2 separate regions of the Mus musculus genome follow, and region 1 is linked to region 2. The links are chromatin contacts, called in public HiChIP or PLAC-seq maps. All regions are on one chromosome and are shown on one strand. Each heading gives the region's core, a stretch centred on a gene start, on an enhancer-like site or on the middle of the called end of the contact. The rest is flanking DNA. Distances are from core to core; before and after follow the strand shown.

What was found. HiChIP or PLAC-seq counts read pairs in DNA pulled down with a chosen protein or histone mark.
Region 1: a contact with region 2 is called in a CTCF HiChIP or PLAC-seq map of the NIH/3T3 cell line, with 5 read pairs. The contact joins two enhancer-like sites. A contact is called at or near these places in 1 of 15 datasets of contacts at CTCF or cohesin (the NIH/3T3 cell line) and 2 of 115 datasets of contacts at active chromatin or transcription factors (large pre-B cells and pancreatic cancer cells).

Annotation. Positions count from the first base shown.
Region 1 is chr10:84,479,801-84,483,455 of GRCm38.p6, reverse strand. No RefSeq gene overlaps it. Among named protein-coding and RNA genes, the nearest start is that of 4930463O16Rik, 6.7 kb to the left of the region's middle. Within about 2 kb of position 2,350, at least 64 of the 459 cell types and tissues checked have an H3K27ac peak or open chromatin away from gene starts, as enhancers often do. A contact at or near this core is called in the NIH/3T3 cell line, where this site is marked.
Region 2 is chr10:84,054,327-84,058,303 of GRCm38.p6, reverse strand. It overlaps Gm34184 (predicted gene, 34184), which reads left to right. Exons shown (of 5, transcript NR_152790.1): 3 at 3,764-3,863. Among named protein-coding and RNA genes, the nearest start is that of Gm40726, 28 kb to the right of the region's middle. Within about 2 kb of position 1,808, at least 47 of the 459 cell types and tissues checked have an H3K27ac peak or open chromatin away from gene starts, as enhancers often do. A contact at or near this core is called in the NIH/3T3 cell line, where this site is marked.

The DNA of each region.
Region 1 (3,655 bases), core at 1,101-3,600, 420 kb before region 2:
ATAAATTTTATGTACAAGTATGCCACTCATTTTCCATCACTGTGGAAAAAATACCTGGTAAAACAACTTAACAGAGCTGGAGAGATGAGTCAGAGGTTAAGAGCACTGGCTGCTCTTACAGAGGTCCTGAGTTCGGTTTCTAGCAACTACACAGTGACTCATAGCCATCTATAATGAGACCTGATGCCCTCTTCTGGCCTGCAGGCAGAATGCTGTATGCATAATAATGAACACTAATCTAAAACAATAGCAGCAGCAACAACAACGAAATAAAAACAAGTTAACAGAGGAAAGACTTAGTTTGGCTCATAGGCCCACAGGTTTCAATGCATGCCAAGTGGAGTCATTGCTCTGGGCCACTGGTGAAGAAGAAAATCATGGTGGCAGAAGCCTGTGGTGAGATAAACCCGGTCAGCTCATGCTGCCCAGGAAGCTGGTGGGCAGAGCGTGTGGGAAGCTACATGTGCCGTTGCAGAGTGGCACTGACTACTGCTGGCCACCATGCATAAGTTTGGACAAACAACCAATGTGTACATATGCAGTAAAGTTTTTTGCAAAGACACTGCCTGGCCCGGGTATGATAATGAGGCTTTGAGAGTATAACCAATCAGATGTGAGACATGCAAGTGAGGTATGATAATGAGGCTCTGTGAGGTATATATATATATATATATAGAGAGAGAGAGAGAGAGAGTAGCCAATCAGATGAGGAACATGCAAATGAGGCATAGTGCATAACCAATTCGGGTGTGAGACACGCCTCTCCTAGGCCTATACACCAGTTCTGGGCTCGGCGTCTCTTCGCCTTTGCAATCAAGCTCTCCCAATAAACGTGTGCAGAAGGATCCTGTTGCAGCGTCATTACTGCTGGCCAGTCTGGCGCGCGCAAGAAGAGCGCAAGCTTGCGAGTGGGGTTTTTGCTTCTCCTGACTCTGTTCCATCAGGGACCCTAGCCCATGGGATGATGCCACCGACATACGTTCTTCTCCATTAGGTTGCTGCCCTTGATGCCACCCAGCTTTGGATAGGTTCTCGCAGACACACTCCAAGTGGGCCGTATCCTTCATTATCCAAAGAATGAGGCTGTTATTTAATGCCTCAGAGCTGTGAAAATGGTTCCCCGATCGCCTAAGGGCATTACCATGTCTAGGAATCAGGCAGACAGGGCTGTATTGAAGAAACTGATGAGAAAGTAAGATGCTCTTAGGTGATTCCAACTCATTCGAGAACTCGCTGACTCTCAAGCTAATCCGGCTGATACAGTTAACCATGGCCACAAGTCAGGCAAGGAGCCTCTGGGTCGGTAACTTGTAAGCGCCGCTCTAGCGTGCAGCGTCCAAATCATGTTCTTCATCTGGTTAAAAAGAAAAGTGTTGTGGGAGAGGAGGACGATCTTACCTCACCTCATAGGAGGACACCAAGGACTCGAGAGAAGTTTTGGATTCTTTTTATTTTATTTTTATTCATGAGTACACTGTAGCTGACTTCAGACACACCAGAAGAGGGCATCAGATCTCACTGCAGATGGTTGTGAGCCACCATGTGGTTGCTGGGAATTGAACTCAGGACCTCTGGAAGAGCAGTCAGTGCTCTTAACCATTGAGCCATCTCTCCAGCCCCGAAGTTTTGGATTTTTTTTTTTTGATTTTTCGAGACAGGGTTTCTCTGTATAGCCCTGGCTGTCCTGGAATTCACTTTGTAGACCAGGCTGGCCTCGAACTCAGAAATTCACCCGTCTCTGCCTCCCAAGTGCTGGGATTAAAGGCGTGCGCCACCACCGCCCAGCTGGATTCTTTATATCAATCATAACAATAGACATTTTTTACTTGCATAGAACTGTCAACTTTAAAATGGATTTTAAGCCCACAGATGGAATGCCAGATCTCATGTTTTGCTGTCCCACATTTCCAGCTGGGACTATGATCTGTCTCCTCTCGTGTGTTTGTAATTACTTCCCCTTTGAACCCTTTTCTTATCCGGCCCCGCCCCCACCTCATGCTTGCAAGCTTTCCTCTCTACTGGAATTGTGGACATTGCTCATTAATTTTCTAGTCCTTGAGGCAACATTTCACTGATGCAGGCTCCTATGTCCCTGAAATGAAGTCTCGGGTAGCCACGGGTGTTAGAGGAGAGCTCTCTGAGTTGCAGAACAGCTCAAGCAAGGACCTGGGGTGGTGGGTCTCCACGCTTCTGTGGTCAAGGCTGTGGACAGAGGGATGCTGTTACTGGGATTTCTGACCTTGGTCATGCTAAGCTTCCTGGCTCAGCCTCCTGGCTGGTTTTCATTGCATCTTGGCTTGGCCAAAGCCAAGCAGTTTGTGCTGGGCCAGCAGTTGTGAAATCTCCAGCAGAGTGGTATTGTTTATCTATTTTTAGAAGTGTGTCCTTGAGGCTACCAAGAATGGAGCGTGGAGGGGTTCCTGTGGTATCTCACTGCCTCTCTTGGGACTTGCCATCCGAGGACTGACCTCATTTTCATTCGCCCTCACTAATTGACTGCAGAGCCACGTCTGTGTTTCCCCAGAATCATCTCAGCTGCTTTTTCCTGCGTGCACCCATGTCTGAGCTACACACACACTGGCTTCTCCCCCAATAGAAACTGATCCTGGTGCCAGGCACTGCTCCAGTACATTTCTCTATAGCCACAGAGGAGATGCTGTAGACCAGTGGATCCCGATTTACCCACGGGTCTCCACTTTCCATAAGCTGTTAAGTAAGGGGAAAATGCAGACCTGTGACAGTTGATTCTAATCTGACACAAGGCAGCTAGTTGAAAATGTGGCTTACATTCCCCACTTCTGTTCTCTACCACCCTTCCCTTTACACCATTAAGGGATTTGGCCATTATTGTTTACACAGTTTCACAGAGCTTGCATTAGCTAGCAAGTCATCAAGATCACCATGACCCAGGAACATGGTGGGAACAACCACAGCTTATGTCGAGTGAATTCTGAGTAAGCTACTTGAGAACTAGGCATTGCTCATCTTTCAGTTCCATTTTTGCTCAGGATTTGGAGACAGTAGATCGTTCCTTAATATCTGTGAATGAATGAATTTCTGCATCGTTGGCTTCAGAGTTGGCAGACTCAGTCCCCAAGGGTTACAGGACAAAGTGTAGAGTTCAAACCGATATTCACTGTCTGAGTCTTTCTCTCTGCATCTAGAGAAAAGAAAATATATGAAAACAAACACTACCCCCAAGCAAGCCTTTTCAACCATCAAATCAGACCTTGCTCTTATTATGTCCTGCTCTTTCAACCAGTTCTTTGTCTTAACTAGGCAGTTTTGCTTTGTAACATAGTATCAGGCAATGACACGGGTCATTGACTCCTAAAAGTGCACCTGCCACCTCTTTTGGTGGGGTAGGGGTGGGGGCGGTGAGAGTATCGACAGACCCAAGAAAGAACATGAGAATAAAACTCATTTAACAAACCCACAGTAAAATGGATAATAGTTTTCAAAGATTTTTCTTTTTACTGCCAAAATATTATGAAATAAAAGAATCAAGGCTCCCCCTGGTTCCTACTCTGAGGGCTGGGTCTTCTTGAGTCTAGCCAATTGGGTAGTGTTTTGTTCAGATTTAATTTGGTGATTTTCTTTTTATATTTGATATACCACCTGTGTGCCATATAATCTGGTTTTTATCCCCTCTCAG
Region 2 (3,977 bases), core at 559-3,058:
TCATAGACTCCGAAGGAGGAGGGGGAATGGGATAGGGGATTTCTGGGGGGAAAACAGGGAAAGGGGATAACATTTGAAATGTAAGTAAAGACAATATCCAATAAAGTTTTTTTTTTTTTTTTTTTTTTTTTAAAGAAATGAGGTTAGAGGGTGTCTTAGTCAGGGTTTCTATTCCTGCACAAACATCATGACCAAGAAACAAGTTGGGGAGGAAAGGATTTATTCGGCTTACACTTCCATACTGCTGTTCATCACCAAAGGAAGTCAGGACTGGAACTCAAGCAGGTCAGAAAGCAGGAGCTGATGCAGAGGCCATGGAGGGATGTTCTTTACTGGCTTGCTTCCCCTGGCTTGCTCAGCCTGCTCTCTTGTAGAACTAAGATTACCAGCCCAGAGAAGATCCCACCCACAAGGGGCCTTTCCCCCTTGATCACTAATTGAGAAAATGCCTTACAGCTGGATCTCATGGAGGCATTTCCTCAACTGAAGCTCCTTTCTCTGTGATAACTCCAGCTTTGTCAAGTTGATACAAAATTAGCCAGTACAGAGGGGGAGAAGAAACCAGACCCTCGGTGTCTTGGAGGATGCTCCAATGGCCTTGGCTTTTATTCTGCATGGGAGAAATAACACAGTTTTAAGCAACGTAGATTAGAATTGCCTTATATTTTGAAGGGTTGATCTGGCAGAGAGAGTGTGCTATTCCCTCACATCCATTTCTTTCCTCTTCCTTATAATAGAAACCCCACACTTTCGGCTGGACACATGGCATAAGTCATGAAACTAAGTTTAGCCAACGGTATGTGCTCCAAAAAGTTCACTGCAGCTTTTGATATTTTTCTTCTTTGTTTTTGCCCTTCCTCTTCAACCTGGAATGCAGACATGATGTCTGGATCTTTACCTGTTCTAGTTCATTATGAAAACAAGGGTCATCCCCCACCCCCACCCCCCTGTATGGGATGGTAAGAAGTTTGGACCAGAGTCCTTGGGAGTAGAGCCATCCCAGCCCATTAAGGCTCTCTCTAGGCAGTTATCTCTGTTTCTGGTGGTTAAGTGGAATCCTAATTGGTATAATCTTCCTGGCTACAATTTAAAGAATAAACTGTAGGGCCAGCAAAGGTAAAAACAGGGTTAATCTCTAATTTTCAACTAAGAACACTAAAGGTTGAAACAGTTAAATGAAGCACATTAGGATTGTGGCATATCTATATTTAAACCCTGCCTCTTAGACATTTTGAATGTATGATTTCTTAGCCTGGCTGCCTGACTTGGCCCTGGAAGGAGCAGTGATGCCAGGACCACATGCCACCAATGACTGTGGGTGCCTGAAATGGACTCTGGAAAGATAGCGTGGCCTGCGCGCAGAGTTGCCGTCATCCACCTGTCGGAACACCCTTCTTTTCCCTTCGCTATACACACCTGCCCCTCACCCCCAACCCCATTGCCGGGCACAGCAGAAAATGCCTGCTCTTCTGCCTGGAGTGGACAGTGGGCATCGTGAACCTTTGAAGGAAACTGCTTCATTAGGGAGGAGGGAAGACTGGAAGAAACTTTAAATCCATGAATGAACCTTCCAAGTTGCTGGCTTTGTGTCAAAGGGCAGAATGTGCAGAGCAGCCTAGAGGCCTGAGAGACCTCAGGCAAGGAGGTGGGCGGAGCCTGCTCCAGGTGCCCTGTGAATGAGAAGATGCTCAGGCTACCTTCCCCTTTCCTCTTTGCTTTTCCTTCCAAAACAAAAGTACAGAGCACAAGTCTTGGTTAATCACGTAGTTCTCAGACTATTTTTCCTTGGGGGTGACTCAGCGTTTTTATGGCCCTGGCAGGAAGCTCAGCCACTGTGTAGACAGTTTCTTTGGGTGAATGATGGTATGTATGCATGTGTGTGGCATGTGTGTGTTGTGTTTTTGTGGTGTACGTGTATGCTGTGTGCGTGGTGCGTGTTGTGTGTGCACATAATGCACACACAGTGTGCATATGGTCTGTATGTATGCGATGTGTGTGTGTGTATGATGTGGGGAAGTTATACACATGGTGTATATGCATATGTGGATGTGTGATGTGGTGTATGTCGGAGGTATGTATAGTGTGTGTGTGTGTGTGTGTGTGTGTGTGTGTGTGTGCGTGTGCGTGTTGTCTGAGGTGCCGGTGTTTATGGTGGGGGAGGTGCTCTGCCTGCCATCCCTTTGGTCTCTCTTGCTTGTTCCATGTTGTTTATTTGAGCTCGGGCTTTGGAATGTCAAGCAGCAGTCTGTGTTCCATGTTTCCTTTCTGGTAGCAGATTCTCTTCCTGATTATGCTTTGCTCTGGCTAATATGAAAATGAATTGGCTTCCTCTGACAACAATAAGTGTAATAATAACAGGAAATGGCCCGGAATCACCTAATAATAAAAATAGAGCGGGAAGGGAAGCAACCAGACCCAGGGACATTGTGTTGACAGACTTCCCACTCCACCTCACCCTTCAGCCCATCTGCCTGACTCAGAAAACTGTGTTCGTTGTTGGTGAGGCTACTGGGAGCCTGAAAATATCCAGTATTTTTTCTTCTTCTTTTATTAGGGACTCTGAAGACTCTAAGTATCAAAACTGGGGGGGGGGGGGAGGTTTCTTTTCAAAGAGCAACTATATTCTGCCCGATAGCATTGTTTGATCAGGAGTGTTGCTTGAGCTGAGCTAACACACACTCATTGCACTGGCTCGGGAACAATCCTCTGACCTAGTGACCTATTTGATTTGTCCCTGGAACTTGTGTCCCTTCTCACTCCCCACCTCAGGACTTCACAGTTGAGGTGGCAGCACAGAAGCCTCTCTAGTTTTTAGCTCTTACAGGGTCTTCCCCGGGCCTCTGGCCTCAGTCTATTCTGTTCCCTGGCTGCTAGGCTGCGATGCTTCTCCTCGCCACAGTCCCTGGTAGACACTGGTGTCAGTTTAGAACATGGATACCTTTGACTTTGCAAAGCTGAGAACCACAACCTTCACTTTGCCCCAAGGGGTTACATTCCACAGAAAGGAAAGGAGGGTATTTCTTTCCCAGAGCCCCTTCTCCCCATCTGCACAAACATGGGAAGTCTGTGGCCTCATTTCCATGGCACACAGACCCTCAAGCCGGTCCACACACAGCCCCCATTGCTAATAATGAAAAGTCAGAAGCAGAGAGATCCAACTTAGTGTGGGGAATTGTCAAACCACCAGGGACTCATGCCAGCGTGAGTGGGTGAAATCTAGCTACTAGAATTAGTCAGGCATGGATGCACATAAAGACCTTAATTTTTACCTCTCTCTCTCTCTCTCTCTCTCTCTCTCTCTCTCTCTCTCTCCCTCTGTGTGTGTGTGTGTGTGTGTGTGTGTGTGTGTGTACATGCCTTTGTGTTTAATGGGAGACAGGAACACGGGGTCTAAGTCAGAGTTCAAAGTGAGCTAGTGTGAGCATGCCTTGTTGGCCTATTTATCCAGTAGTCTTGGCACACTCAATGAGCATGTTTGATTAATGACAACCGCCCACAGGGTCACACACAGTACTAAAACGAAGCCCAAAAGGGGTCATCCCTGAATGTAAAAGGCTTGTTATTAGGTGAGCCATCTGCTCCTGTCTCTGTGGCCAATTAGGTCATCACAGACTCAGTCAGCAAGTATGGTTAGAGGAGAGGTGCACCTGAGAGGAGACATTAACACCTTCACCAGTGACTATAAGTCAGGGCTGCCTTGCTTGTCTGAGACCATCTGAGCTGACGCTCTTCCCCTCTCCTTTCCCCCCATTGCCGCCTCTAGGTTTCCAACCAGGGATCATTCTCTTATTGGAATGAGACATTGCCATGATGGCTGTCCAAACAACCTGGCACCTGTGGTCAAAGACAACTTCAGGGCAAAGGTAATGTGATCTGGGTAAAGTCTTATGCCAAAACTTGTGTGCATATGTGTGTGCATTCATACATGCATGTATACACACACACATGTTTTTGCCTGTGTATGTATGTCTGTGTGC